Regions from separate parts of the Macaca mulatta genome. Here regions 1 and 3 are each linked to region 2. A link is a contact called in public Hi-C data. All regions are on one chromosome and are shown on one strand. The core of a region is the stretch at or near the end of the contact, and the rest is flanking DNA. Distances in the headings are between cores, read along the strand shown.

Region 1 (4,303 bases), core at 743-3,242, 200 kb after region 2:
GCCTGACTTTACACTTTCTTCTATTACTTGGACTTACTACAAGAGTAGGTTCTCCTTATAATCAGAAATAAACCATAAAGCCAGTTTTCACTCTGGAAAAGACAAATTAACTCAACCTCTAGGGAGAATTTCTAAGTCGCAGCTTCCTTTGCTAAAGATGGCCCTCCAGGGGGGTCTCCCAGGCCTCTGTTTCCCCGTCCATCCGGCCTTACCCCCAGCAGCCAGGGAAGCACCAGGGTACAGTGGGCTCGAAAGCTACAGGAAATGCCACTTGCCCACCCAGCCTCCCGGGGAGAAACCAGCTTCATCAGCCGTGGGGTGGCAGCTGCAAGAAGAAACCACAGAGGCCTCTCACCGTGCTTCCTCCCTCCTTTCCATTCTCCTTCATATCGAAAGAAAGAATTTGGGTATACGTAGACACCATAACCTGAATATTGAGAAGACACACACAGGTGAGCACAGACACTGAGATGAGGGATGGTCTCCAGTGTTGAAGGAGGGAGTCCAGCTCCCTCGAGGACTTCAAGGGGTTGGTACACATCACCTTCAGCGGCCCAGAGGCGGCCTGTGGGGCTCATGAGCTCTCCTGTCGGCTGTTGGGCCGTCCATTTGCTCATTTGTTTATGTGACAAGGACGAGGACCTACTTGGTGCAGAGAAGACAGGCCCAGTGAGAGGAGGGCTGGGTTGAAACAAGAGCAGGTCCTTGAGACAGTAGAGGTGCTCGGGAGGTGGTGAGGGACAGGTTGGGAGCCTTGTTGCGGGAGATGAGTGAGCCAGGGGAAGGCAGAGCCGGCAGCATCAGTGAGGCACACAGGGGAGGAGCAGACCCTCCCATCCCCTGCTGTGACCCTTCAGTGGTCTCCTATCCCTGGGGACAAAATCCACACTCAAACCTAAGGAGGGCCTGGCCGGCTTTAACTCTTCCCAGTTGCTGGGTGGGCCACCCGCCAACTCCTGCAGTTCCTGGAATGGGTAGGGCTCCCTCCCCACCAGCTCCTCCTCGGGCACATCTTGGGGGCAGGGTTTATGGGAAAATGTCGGGGAGGAGGGCAGGGGGTTACCACAGGCTACTGTATCTGCCCCAAATCTTCTACCTGAAGATACTAGTGTGAGCTCTGAGTTCATTCCAGACCCGTTTATTTGATTCTAGAAACAGTTCCTATCAAGAGCGGCTTTTTTTTTTTTTTTTCTTTTTTTGAGACGGAGTCTTGCTCTGTCGCCCAGGCTGGGATGCAGTGGCGCGATCTCGGCTCACTGCAACCTCCGCTTCCTGGGTTCAAGGGATTCTCCTGCCTCAGCCTCCTGAGTAGCTGGAACTACAGGCGGCACCACGCTCGGCTAATTTTTGTATTTTTTTAGTAGAGACGGGGTTTCGCCATGTTGGCCAGACTGGTCTCGAACTCCTGACTTCAGGTGATCCGCCCGCCTCGGCCTCCCAAAGTGCTGGGAGTGACAGGCAAAATCTGCTTTTGAAACGCGACCTAGCGTTTCTGGACAGCACCGGCCAGGAAGTCAGGAGGCTTCGTGCTGCTCCTGCGCCTGCCCTGGCCCCACATCCCCGGCTTCGGGATCCCCAAGGCAACCCCAGGTCCGGCTGGCTGTGAGGCTGCGGCCGGAATCCGATCTTCCCTGCTGGGAGCAAGCCGGGGGCGACCCCCTGCAGGCCTGGGCCTGCTGCGGCAGGAGGGCTCGGGGAAGGGTGCGAGCCGGGCCCGGGGAGGCGCACGGCGAGTCCTGTGGGAGTGGGGGACGCGGAGGCGGCCCCGGCTCCGCCGCGGCACCTGGACCTCCACTTTCCGAGGTGAGCATTTGGGGGTTGAGGGCGTAGAGCGATCGCACCCCGAACGGGGCCCAGGGCAGCCGGCGACCTGCCCCGTGGCCCGCAGTCATTACCGTCCCGGGGCGGCCTCCTCGGCGGGTCCCGGCGCGGCCCACGGGAGCTCGGGGTGCCCTCGCCAACCGCCGCCATCTTGCCGCCGGGGGTTTCCTTAGCGACCAGCAACGCCCGCTTCCATTGGTCTTTGTCGCAAGGGGGTGTGGCCACGGGCCTAGTCCCTGAGCCCGCGCAATCTCTGGAGCGAAGCTAGCCGGACCCGGAGCCAGAGGACGCAGCTGCGCCTGTGCGCGTTTCCGCCGCTGTCGTGTCTTCCGCGGAGAGGCCCGCCCGCCAACGGCCTGCGCGTCTGCGCCGGAAGCGGAAATGGTTGGAGCCCTCGACCCCGCCCTCGCGCCATCTTGGGGGCCCTGGAGGCGGTGCCGCGGAGGACGGAGCGGAAGTGCTCGCTGCAGTTTCTCGGAGCCAGAGCGCAGCCCCGGCGGCCGCCCCTGCCCCGCCGTCCTCCTTCCCGCGGCCGTGAGGGAGACCGCGGCTCGGCCGTAGCGGAGCTGCGAGGTGCCAGGAAGGGCTGCGTGGCGCGGGAACGGCCGGGCAGCGCCGCCTCCGCTGCTTCCGGGCTGTCAAGGCCGCGGGCGGGCGGGGCCGCGCTGAGGGCCGGGCGGGGAGGGACGTCGGGGCCTGGGTGGCCGCTGGGACCGTGTTCCCGACCCGCGGCCCTGAGGGGTACGGGTCGCGCCTCGGGGCCGGGCCCGGGACGAGGGGCTGGGGGGTGCAGGCCGAGCCCTGGGGCCTGCGAGGGGCAGGTGAGCGGGAGAGGGGCCGGGCGGGGGCTGCAGCCCTCCCCACCCGGGCCTCGTCTCGTCCGCTTCCCCTGTTGTGCATTTGGGGGAAGCGGGAAGTCGCCGCCCCCATAGCGCTGCGAGTTGGGCTGGATTCGAGAGGGGATATGCCGTCTCCCCATCCTGCGTCCAGGTCAGCGCTTATCTATAGGATTTAGTGTTAAGCTCTGGGCCGAAGGCGTTACTGACGGGCTCAAGGGAAACTAGTTACATCGGTTTTGATCGTATTCTACATAGGCAATAAAATCATAAATTCTCCAGGCTGACTTAGTACTGGTCTGTGGCCCCGCTGATAAAGGTATCGTTCGTTTCTCTGCCAGGTGTCTTACAGCACAGAGGGCTGCTTTCAGCCTGAGTACCTTCAGTGGGCTTTCGCCCTTTTCCCTTTGTGAAGAGTAGAGGCTGGCCGTTGGTCCTGGAAACACTTTGTTTTTAGTTGGGTTGACATTTCACAGGAAATGCAGTTATCCCGTAAGTGGATAAAGGGTTCTCAGTAATTCAGACTCGCTTGGCTTCTGCCGTATGCCCGAGGTGACGGCGGTTACAGTGTGTCAGAGCCAGGTGGAGATGTACGATGGTCAGGCCCAGAGGAGGGAGGAGCCCAGGCTGGAATGTGGCCTTGGAAAGAAGGAAGAGAAGGGGTCTGGGAGGGCATTTCAGAGAACTGAACAACACTAGAGGCATGAAGCTTTGTGCACCGCTGCTAGGGCTTTCCTAGTTCCGGAGGAATTGGGGAATTGGGGATGGGGTCGTGAAGAGAAAGGTGGTGGGAGCCAGACTGTCAGTGCTCCCGGACCCCAGGCGGAGGACTTCATCCCGGACTGTCAGTGCTCCCGGACCCCAGGCGGAGGACTTCATCCCGGACTGTCAGTGCTCCTGGACGCCAGGCGGAGGACTTCATCCCGGACTGTCAGTGCTCCCGGACCCCAGGCGGAGGACTTCATCCCGGACTGTCAGTGCTCCCGGACCCCAGGCGGAGGACTTCATCCCAGACTTCAGTGCTCCTGGACGCCAGGCGGAGGACTTCATCCCGGACTGTCAGTGCTCCCGGACCCCAGGCGGAGGACTTTATCCCAGACTTCAGTGCTCCTGGACCCCAGGCGGAGGACTTCATCCCAGACTTCAGTGCTCCTGGACGCCAGGCGGAGGACTTCATCCCAGACTTCAGTGCTCCTGGACGCCAGGCGGAGGACTTCATCCCAGACTTCAGTGCTCCTGGACCCCAGGCGGAGGACTTCATCCCAGACTTCAGTGCTCCTGGACGCCAGGCGGAGGACTTCATCCCAGACTTCAGTGCTCCTGGACGCCAGGCGGAGGACTTCATCCTTACCACACACATAGTGATGGACCACAGATGTGGATGAATGTGGTGGGCCCTAGAACAAGGCACATAGAGAGTTTTACACTTTCTGGCATGTCCTCATGGTTTCTGCTTGGACTGGTTTTATCTCCCTTTCAGTTTTGTTTGTGACTAGACATAAAGCAGTCACCTTCAGCAGGTAACTGATGGGCTGTCTGCTATGGAATGGACTTCCAGGTGGTAGGGCCCAGCCCCAAACCAGACAAGGGACCCCTCCAGGAGCTTCATTCTAGCAGGAGAAAATTGAGAAATAAGCCAGAAAGGT
Region 2 (4,314 bases), core at 203-2,702:
TGCTCTGGGCCTGGGGACGCCGGTGCCACCAGCTTCCAAGATGGCCAGGTGGACCCGGGGCCAGTGCTCCCCAGCCTTCCTTCTGCGCTGTCTGTGGGCCCCCAGCCTGCCCTGCCCCCAGAGCACGGAAAGCAGGGGGACCCCAGACCCGTGACAGCCAGCCACCCGGACATGCCAGGCCACAGCACTGGACCACGTTTCCACGTGTGAAACAGGGCTTTAAAAGCCAGCGCTGAGCTCGGCCACCTCTTGACCTTCTGAACGGCTGTGGTTTCCAAACACGGATGGAAAACCGGGCGGGGCACAGGGTGGCCCACTCACCTGGGGCCGAACTCTTTCTGGCACATGGGGCAGCTGCGCAGGGCGGTACCCTCCACGGACGGCTGCTGCTCCACTCTGGGGGCCCTGCAGGGATCAGGTGCCGGGCGCTGGGGCAGGGACCTGGCGGGGGACTCCAGGTGCCCTCCTGCCCCGCGAAGCAGCCGGTAGGAGCGGCCCGGGCTCCACAGGTCTGGTGGAAAGGGCGTCCAGGAAAAGGTCTTGGGTCCGACAGTGAAGGCTTCAGTGGGCTCCGGGCCGCACCTGGGCTCCTGCAACATGGAGTTGTTGGGCCTCGCCCAGCGGCGGCTCTCGCCCTGGAAACCCCTCCCCCGCTGCGATGGGCCCGGTGGGCACACCTGTCCAGGGAAGGCGGGCAGTGGAGGCACCTCGTGGTCCAGGGTGAGCTCTGGGCTCACCGTGCGCAGCAGCTCGGCCCAGAGCCGCTCCCGCTCATCACCCCCCAGGAGAAACCAGGGGCGGCCGCCAGAAGGCCTGGGGCGGACAGAAAAAGGAGACGGGGTACTCAGCCGGGGAAACGCTATGGTGGGGGGACCTGGGAGGGCCTGCAGCAGACACAGCGGGGAGATGGGGGGTACCAGAGGGAAATTCGATGGTGGGGGAGGTGGGGGGCAGGGTTGGGGGAAGGGCTGCTGGGGCAGTGAGGAGACAAGGGGTACTGGGGGCGGGGGTGTGGGTGAAAATATGGGGTCCTCAGCGGGATGAGGCGATGGCTGGGGAGATTGCGGAGGGCCCGGGGAAGATAGAGTGGGCAGATGTGGGGTGCTCAGGGGAGACGCGATGATGGGAGAGGCGCGGGAGGGCCTGGGGCGGCGCGAGGGAAGCTCAGGGGAAGCTCGGCATGGGGTGGGGGGCTCAAGGCGGGCGCTGAATGGCGGTGCGGGGTGGGGCGACGGGCGTGGGGGGTAGGCCCGGGGGCGGGAAGCCCTCCCCAGGGGGAGAAGAGAGCGGGAGGCCCGCGGGGGCGCCGGGAAGCACGTGGCAGCGGGAAAACCGGCCGCGCCCCCGCCCGGCCCTCGGCCTCACCCGCCCGCTGGGGGCGGCCTCCGGCGGCTCAGCCCCAGCCGCGGCCTCCGCGCCGCTTCCATCCGAGCCCGCGCGCCGGGCGGAAGTGAGCGCAGGCCCCGCCCCCGCCCCAGGCCCCGCCCCCAGACCGCTGCAGTGAGGCCGCCCCCTCCGAGCCAGTCGGAACCCCAGGGGCCCTGATCCCAGCCTGTGGGGAAACTGAGGCCAGGGTTCCTTCGTCCTGCACCGCAGAGGGGGGCCTGGCGTGAGGGTGGGGGCCCAGGCGTGTGCGGCGGGAGGTCAGCTGGGGGAGCCCCGCCCGTGTCCCCTTTCCGGTCCAGGCAGCCCCGGGCCGGAGCCCCCTCCGTTACCCCGATGGCTGCCCGCCCCGCCCCGGCCCTGCCTCCTCCTGGCTGCACCCAACAGCTCCCGCCCCCGTTTCCGGCTCTGCGGAGCCGCCTCTCCTCCCAGGACCACTCCAGGAGTAAATAAAGCTTGAAATCCGCCGTCGCCGCCACCGTTTCTTTACAAAAGGCGTAGAACTCAAGCTCCTTAACCAAGAAACAAGAAGCGAAGTGACAAAGTCCAGGTGGCTCACTTGGGCCTCAGGGGCCTGGGCCAGGGCTCTGGGGGCAGCTGAGGGGCTTTCCTGCCTGGACCCTGGGCTCTGCGACCTCAAAGTCCGCCACGTGGTGGCAGCAGACGCCCAGGCACCCTCGTGCCACACCTGGTTGTGCCCAGTGCCTCATGGGCCCAGACCACTTGCCTCTCCCTCGGCCCTGCTGGGCTCTGGAGTGGCTGCCACCCTCATGGAAGGGCTGGGGTCTACAGGGATCAGGATCAGGGGCCCTCGCTAGATGCCACTCAGGGCTCTGGGACTCCTTGGCAGTTTCAGCCCTGCCCTGCCCCATCAGCTTTGGGGCCATGCTGGGCAACCCTCCTGCAGGGCTCCCTCGCTGTTCCCACCCCTCACCTGGCCCCTCCCAGCCCCCAGTCGTCTGTGCCCTCCCTCCAGAACTCAGCTGTGGGGCCCCGCCCTGAACCCAGGCCACCGGAGTGGTCCACCGTCCTTCAAGTGGCCCTGGCCTGGAGGCCATGGGTTGGTGTTCAGGGAAGGGGTCAGCAGCAGCACCTAGAGTGGGGAGGTGCCCCTCTCCCTGCATGAGTGGTTTTCTTCAGCACACGTTCCTGTTCTAGATGCTGGAGGCCCCCAGCAAAACAAGACGGAGGCACTAACCCCCAGGCCCTGCGACTTGAGTGAGCAAATGGAGATGTAGTGCTGAGTGCTGCCCGGGTGTGGGGAGGGGACCTGGGGGAGCTGCTGCAGGCAGTGTGGTCTCAGGGGCCTTGTGGGAGGTGTCCTGTGGCTAGGCCCGTTCTCAGGGGAGAGAAGCCCAGCCGTGGGGTCTCCACAGCCCCACGTCCACCACATGGCAGGTGCCAGCTGACCAAGAGCTCCCAAACAGCCAGTGTCCAGGGCTCCCCGGCAGTCCTGGCTGCCCTGGCTTCAGCTCCGAGCTTCTGGGTCTTTCCTGGAAGTATAGTCCCAGCCTCCCAAGAAAGGAGGAAAAGCCAGGCCCAGTGGTTCATGCCTGTAATCCTAGGACTTGGAGAGGCCCAAGCAGGCAGATTGCTTGAGCCCAGGAGTTTGAGACCAGCCTGGGCAACATGGCAAGACCTTGTCTCTATAAATAAAAAAATTAGCTGGGCATGGTGGCATGTGCCTGTGGTCCCACCTACTTGGGGGGCTAAGGTGGGAGGATCACCTGAGCCCAGGGAGGTGGAGGCTGCAGTGAGCCAAGATCATGCCACTGCAGACCCCATCTCAAAAAAAAAAAAAAAAAAAAAAAAGCCAGGTGTGGTGGCTCAAGCCTGCAATCCCAGCACTGTGGGAGGCCAAGGCGGGAGGATCACTGGAGGGCCAGGAGTTCGAGACCAGCCTGGCCAACATGGAGAAACCCCATCTCTACTAAAAATACAAAAAGTAGCCTGGCGTGGTGGCGCAGGCCTGTAATCCCAGCTACTTGGGTGGCTGAGGCATGAAAATCACTTGAGCCTAGGAGGCAAAGGTTGTGGTGAGCCAAGATCACACCACTGCACTCCAGCCTGGGCGACACAGCAAGATTCTATTTCGAAAAACAAAAAAAAAAGACAAGAGAAAGGCCCTTGAAGACAAGTGTTTGTTTGCTCAGCTCTCTGGGCCATGCTGGGATGGAGATATGTTCTTGCCCCTTCTCTCCCTTCCCCGCTCTGGCTCCCTAACCCCAGGGTTCCACTGTTGGACCCGGGGGTGGTTCCTGCCTCCTCCTCCTCTATGGCCCCCACATGGTCCAGTGCCCTCCTGCCGCAGGACCGGCTAGCCTCCGGATGGGCTTCAAGCCCCTGGGACTCATCTCCTTCCCTGCCTGGGTCCCTTGGGCAGAGCCTGGGAACTTCAGGCCCCTGCCCTGTCCTGGAGGACCGTGTGAGGGACACCTGTGTGCAGCTGCTGCTCCAGAACAGGGGTCTTTCTGGGAGGGAGGACCAAGCCCCCACCCCTGGGAAGCCAAACACTACAGCTTTGCTGGGGCCTTCAGCATCCTTCCGGCCCCTTCCGGCCCCTCCCGGCTCCCGCATGCAGGTGTCCTGGCCACTGGGCCCAAGAGGGGCAGAGCAAAGCAGGAGCAGGGAGGCGTCTCAAGTGGCCCAGACCTGGGACACCTCCGCTGCCTGGCTGGCACGGGCTGCTTGGGAAGCTCTCGCTGCAGGTGCCCCAAGGCTAGGAGGCACGAGCCTGCAGGGGACCTCGGGGCTAGCTGAGCCTGGCTCCAGCCTGCAGCACCAAAGCTGGGGGGCCCCCATCCCCTTTGGTCTTAGTCACCCCAGTGGGCCTCATTTACCCTTGGCCACCAGGGAAGAGGAGCCGGAGCCCCATGCCAGTGCCATGTGGCAGAAAGCAGGGCCTCTGGGCCTGGTGCTTTGGGGACGCAG
Region 3 (4,714 bases), core at 26-2,525, 220 kb after region 2:
CCCCCAGGGTGGAGTGCAGTGGCATGATCTTGGCTCACTGCAACCTCCGCCTCCCGTGTTCAAGTGATTCTGTCTCAGCCTCCTGAGTAGCTGGAATCACAGGCACATGCCACCATGCCCACTAATTTTTGTATTTTTAGTAGAGACGGGATTTCACCATGTTGCCCAGACTGGTCTCGAACTCCTGACCTCAAGTGATCCGTCTGCCTGGGCCTCCCAAAGTGCTGGGATTACAGGCCTAAGCCACCCCACCCGGCCTCTTTTTTTTTTTTTCTTCGTGTTTTAATCGGTGATGGGGTCTGGTCCCATCACCCAGGTTGGAGTGCAGTGGCACAATCATGGCTCACTGCAGCCTCATCCCTTGGGCTCAGGCGATTCTCTTGCCTCAGCCTCCTGAGGAGCTGGAATTACAGACACCACTATCACGCCCGGCTAATTTTCAGATTTTTTATAGAGACGGAGTGTTGCCTTGTTGCCCAGGCTGGTCTCAAACTCCTGGGCTCAAGCGATCCTCCCGCCTCCGCCTCCCAAACTGCTAGGATGACAGGCGCTGCTTCATTGAGTACACTGGCTTCTGTACTCAGCTCACGGCCTGGTGAGGCAGGTAGGGCCTGGCTGAGCCTACCCTGGGGTCAGAAGGGCGAGGGGCCTGGGCGGCTGGTCAAGCCTAGGAAAGGCCGGGGTCAGTGTGAACGGGACCGAGGTACGAGGCGTTCGCGCCGCGGGCGCGCAGACCCCTCTGCTCACAGGGGAGGAGCGGAGGGAGGCCTGAAGCGCTTGCCAAAGCCGCACACCTGGAGGGGACAGAGCCTTCCCCAGCCGCTGGCCACAACTGGACCTGCCCTGACGTGGGGACGGGAAGGGCTGGGGCGGGAAATGGAGGCCCACGCAGCTCCCCTGCGGTGTCTGCGGCCTGTGCCTCTGGGGCCACCTGGCCAGGCAGGGCAGGAGGTGCCCCGCACATCTCTGAATGACCGCAGGGCAGGCGAAGGAGACTGCCGGGTCCCGGCTTGCGGGACGGGCCCAGGCGACGGTGACCACACACGGTAGACACCCCGCCTCCATGAGGGGCAACGCCCCCTAGGCCGCTTGCGAGGACATCCGGCCGCGCCCGGCCCTCACCCGCCAGGCTGTGCAGGGCGCCACCCGCCGCGCTCCGCAGCCCACCGCGGTAGTACTCGTCCTTCTGCGCCGCGCGGATCACCTCCGGGGGGCTGGCGGCGGCCGGGGCCATGGCCGCGAGTTCAGGTGGTCCCGAGAAGCCACGCTAGCCACGCCCACAGCCACGCGGGCGAGACCTGATGACAGCACGACGTGGCTCGGCGTACGGCGCAGACCTTCTGCGTCACGGTGCGGGGGCGGGGCCGGACCGGGGCTGGAGGTGGGGCCAGGGCCTGGGCGGAAGTGGGGCTGGAGTCCGAACCAGCGCGGCGCGGAGCGGGGCAGCACGGGGAGTCGGAGGCGCAGAACGGGGCGGAGCGCAGGAGCCGGCGTGGGGGCGGGGCGCGCGGGCGACAGGCGCTGGCGAGGCCGCGGGGTGCGGCGCCCCCAGGGTCCTGCGTTGCCTCGGGCCCCCGCCGTGCTCCCTGCACGTCCACGGGCCGCCCTCCCACTGGGGACAGCGCTGCGGGGTGGAGACGCTGCGGGCCCATTTGCGGCTGGGGAGACGGAGGCCTGCGCTTGGCTATCCGGGAAGCCGAGCTCCCAGCGCCCCCGCGGCTGTCCCGCCCTCTCGCCCTCTGAGCTGCGCGGGCTCTCAGCACCGGTTGGCTTGTTCCGGGGCGCCGGTGGGTTTGGGGGCCAGAGGGGCACGAGGCGAGACCCGGGACCTTCCAGGTACCGAGCAGCCGGCTTCCCCAGTAATCCCGCGCGAAAAGCACATGGCCGGCTTGGTGTGGACTCCCCACTGGTGCCCATGGGAGGCAGGGCCTGGCGGGTGGGGGGCAACCGGGAGGCCGCCGCGTGGTTCCAGGACGGGCGGAAGGTGGCCCTCCACCCTCCACCCTGCTTGGCCTGAACCCCGCTGGTGCTCTGGGGAACCACATCGCAGGCGCCCCGACCCCTCTGCTCACAGGGCAGGAGCGGAGGGAGGCCTGAAGCACTGGCCAAGGCTGCACACCTGGAGGGGACAGAGCCTTCCCCAACCTCTGGCCACAGCTGGACCTGCCCTGAACTGGGGATGGGAAGGGCTGGGGCGGGAACTGGAGGCCCACGCAGGTCCCCCGCGGTGTCTGCGGCCTGTGCTTCTGGGGCCACCTGGCCAGGCAGAGCAGGAGGTGCCCTGCATGTCTCTGAATGGCCGCAGGGCAGGCGAAGGAGAAGGCGCTGTCTTTTTGGCCCCAAAGGCAGCACTTGGCCCTGGAGAGTCCTGCAGGATTGCAGGAGGAAGGCAGGGCACCGACAAGGGGGCGTCTGCGCCCCGCTGACCTCAGTGGGGAGGGCGTGGGGTTCCTTGCCTCACCTGCATCTACAGGGGCTCAGCTGTGGGATCATACCCAGACTGGCACAGCCCAGTCACAAAGCCAGAGCCCCACCCTGCGGGAATGGCCGCTCTTACAGGAAAGGGCATGGCCTGGGTGGCCCCGCAGGCCCTCTGGCTACTGAACCTACCCCCACCTGCACCCCTTTGGCGTTCTCACCCCGCGGGTGCACACGTGTCTCCTGGACACAGAGGCTGCCCTCTGGTTGGGTTGGGCACCTTGAGCTGAACCCCTCATCCGTGGACCAGGCAGCCCGGCATCGCCCACATGGAACCGCTGAGGTGATCGTGTGTTCTGGTCAATGCTTAGATAACAGTTTGAGACGAAGCTCCCCTTCCTGGCCCAGAACTGCTCTGGCCCCTGGGTTCACAGCTCCAAGTCTGATTCTGAGGAGGAGGCTTTGGCTCCTTTGGATTCACGCTGGGTTCTAGGATGGGCCCCTGACTGATGGCCTGCTCTGGGAGGCATCCCCCACCGCCGCCCAGGCTCAGGACTGCTTTCCCCACTCTTCTCACCTGCTCCCTGGGCGACAAATCCCAGCCTCACAGTGGGAGGGGCCTGGGCAGGACCTGAAACAGTGTCCCAGTGTCTGCTGTTCCTGGGCAGGTGGGGTTTGGGGGTCCTCCAGGGTTCAAGCCTTGGCTCTAGGCCTTGGCTGGGTCTTGTAATGGACCCGCGACCCTCAATTTCCTCACTCACTGGGGCCTCGAAGGCCTCTGGAACCCCGAGGGTCCTTCATGAGAATGACATGAATTTGGGGGTCCTATCCTGGGATGGCCAGCAGGTGGCAGTGTCGGCCCATCTGCTCTCCACCGGGCTCCCCTGTAGAGTTACACGGCATTAGGTGGGGAGTTTTGCCCCAAAGACAATCGAATCTAGATCAGAACCACCCGCCAAGTGGAGCGACCATCTGCCCGAAACGGCGGAGGAAAGGAAGCGCCTGGAGGGGTCTCAGGGAGGTGGGGTGGGAGTCATGTCTCCATGTCCTGGCTGACCAGGCAACCAGGGAGCTCTGGCGGGTTCCAGGGTTCTGGGGTGGGGCATGGGGGGGTCCTGCCAGGGGAGGGGGCGTTTGCCGCTTGGTGCCCTTGTCTCCCTGTGGCAGCCCCCTCTTGAGCTCTTGGGACTTTTCACAAACCCTGTCCCTCTCTGCTTCGGGGATTGAGGGCAGGAAGGCAGAAGCTGTTGACTGGATTTTTTTTTTTTTTTTTTTTGAGATGGAGTCTTGCTATGTCACCCAGGCTGGAGTGCAGTGGCACGATCTCGGCTCACTGCAAGCTCCGCCTCGGGTTCATGCCATTCTCGTGCCTTAGTCTCCCGAGTAGCTGAGACTACAGGCATCCGCCACTACGCCTGCCTAATTTTTTGTATTTTTAGTAGAGACGGGGTTTCATCATGTTAGCCAGGAGGGTCTCGATCTCCTGACCTTGTGATCTGCCTGCCTCAGCCTCCCAAAGTGCTGGGATTACAGGCGTGAGCCACCGCGCCCGGCCAAGGCTGTGGATTTTAGGGAGAGCAACCACAGGCATTGGGCAGAAGTGGCCAACAGGGCCTACCCCCCGTCTTGAGTTTCTTGACAGCCACGTGCCAGGCCCCAGCAGGGGATCACCACAGCCTTTAAACCGAGCGTTATTCCTATTGGCGGTGCTTTCTATCCTTCTAGAGGAGCCTGTTCTTGAATCGATAAGCCCCGACATACCTCACCATCTCTTGCCACTCAGCCTATATACCGCCCAGCTTCGAAACCAGGCTACTGGGGACACTGCACAGGAGTGCTTCCTGGCTGGCCTCTGACCGAAGCCCACTGTGCCCTCCGCCAGCCCTGCCGTTTACAGGGGGCTCTCACACCCATTCCATCTGAGCTCCCCTGGGCTTCCATCTTCTGGTGTGTGGAATGGGACTGGGTAATAATCAACTGGTGTTTATTAAGAGCCGACTTCACTCTTGCCCAGTGCACACATCGTCTGGTGTCTGGTCACGGTGCAGGTCTGGGTGGATGGGCCTGGGCCGAGGTCCAGTTCTGTGTTTCCAGCAAGCTCCCAGACCAAGCTTGCGCCGGAGCAGGGCTCTCAGCGTTGCCCGTCACACTCACCCACTTCTGCCCAGCAGCCGCAGGTGTGTCGTCCAATCCGACATCCTTCCTCTGGAGGCCCTGTGCTGCTCCACTGAACCCAGTTCCAGTCCTCTGGGGAGCTCGGAGGCTGGGGAGGAGAGGGAGCTCGGGGCGCAGCCCC

What was found. A called contact is a pair of places that touch in the nucleus more often than the background predicts.
Region 1: a Hi-C map of fetal cortex germinal zone shows a contact between it and region 2, with 6 times the contacts expected there. The contact joins the promoter of MORN1 here to the promoter of FAAP20 in region 2. A contact is called at or near these places in 6 of 14 Hi-C or Micro-C datasets (CD4 T cells, blood, cortical neurons and 3 more).
Region 3: a Hi-C map of liver shows a contact between it and region 2, with 2.9 times the contacts expected there. The contact joins the promoter of PEX10 here to the promoter of FAAP20 in region 2. A contact is called at or near these places in 3 of 14 Hi-C or Micro-C datasets (blood, cortical neurons and liver).

Annotation. Positions count from the first base shown.
Region 1 is chr1:238,285,212-238,289,514 of T2T-MMU8v2.0, reverse strand. It overlaps MORN1 (MORN repeat containing 1), which reads right to left and starts at 1,992. Exons shown (of 13, transcript XM_077979834.1): 1 at 1,896-1,992; 2 at 356-427. The coding sequence starts at 1,971. It overlaps RER1 (retention in endoplasmic reticulum sorting receptor 1), which reads left to right and starts at 2,309. Exons shown (of 7, transcript NM_001257522.1): 1 at 2,309-2,394.
Region 2 is chr1:238,486,329-238,490,642 of T2T-MMU8v2.0, reverse strand. FAAP20 (FA core complex associated protein 20) reads right to left here and starts at 1,452. Exons shown (of 5, transcript XR_013409814.1): 1 at 1,366-1,452; 2 at 322-590.
Region 3 is chr1:238,261,295-238,266,008 of T2T-MMU8v2.0, reverse strand. It overlaps PEX10 (peroxisomal biogenesis factor 10), which reads right to left and starts at 1,275. Exons shown (of 6, transcript XM_077979981.1): 1 at 1,123-1,275. The coding sequence starts at 1,234.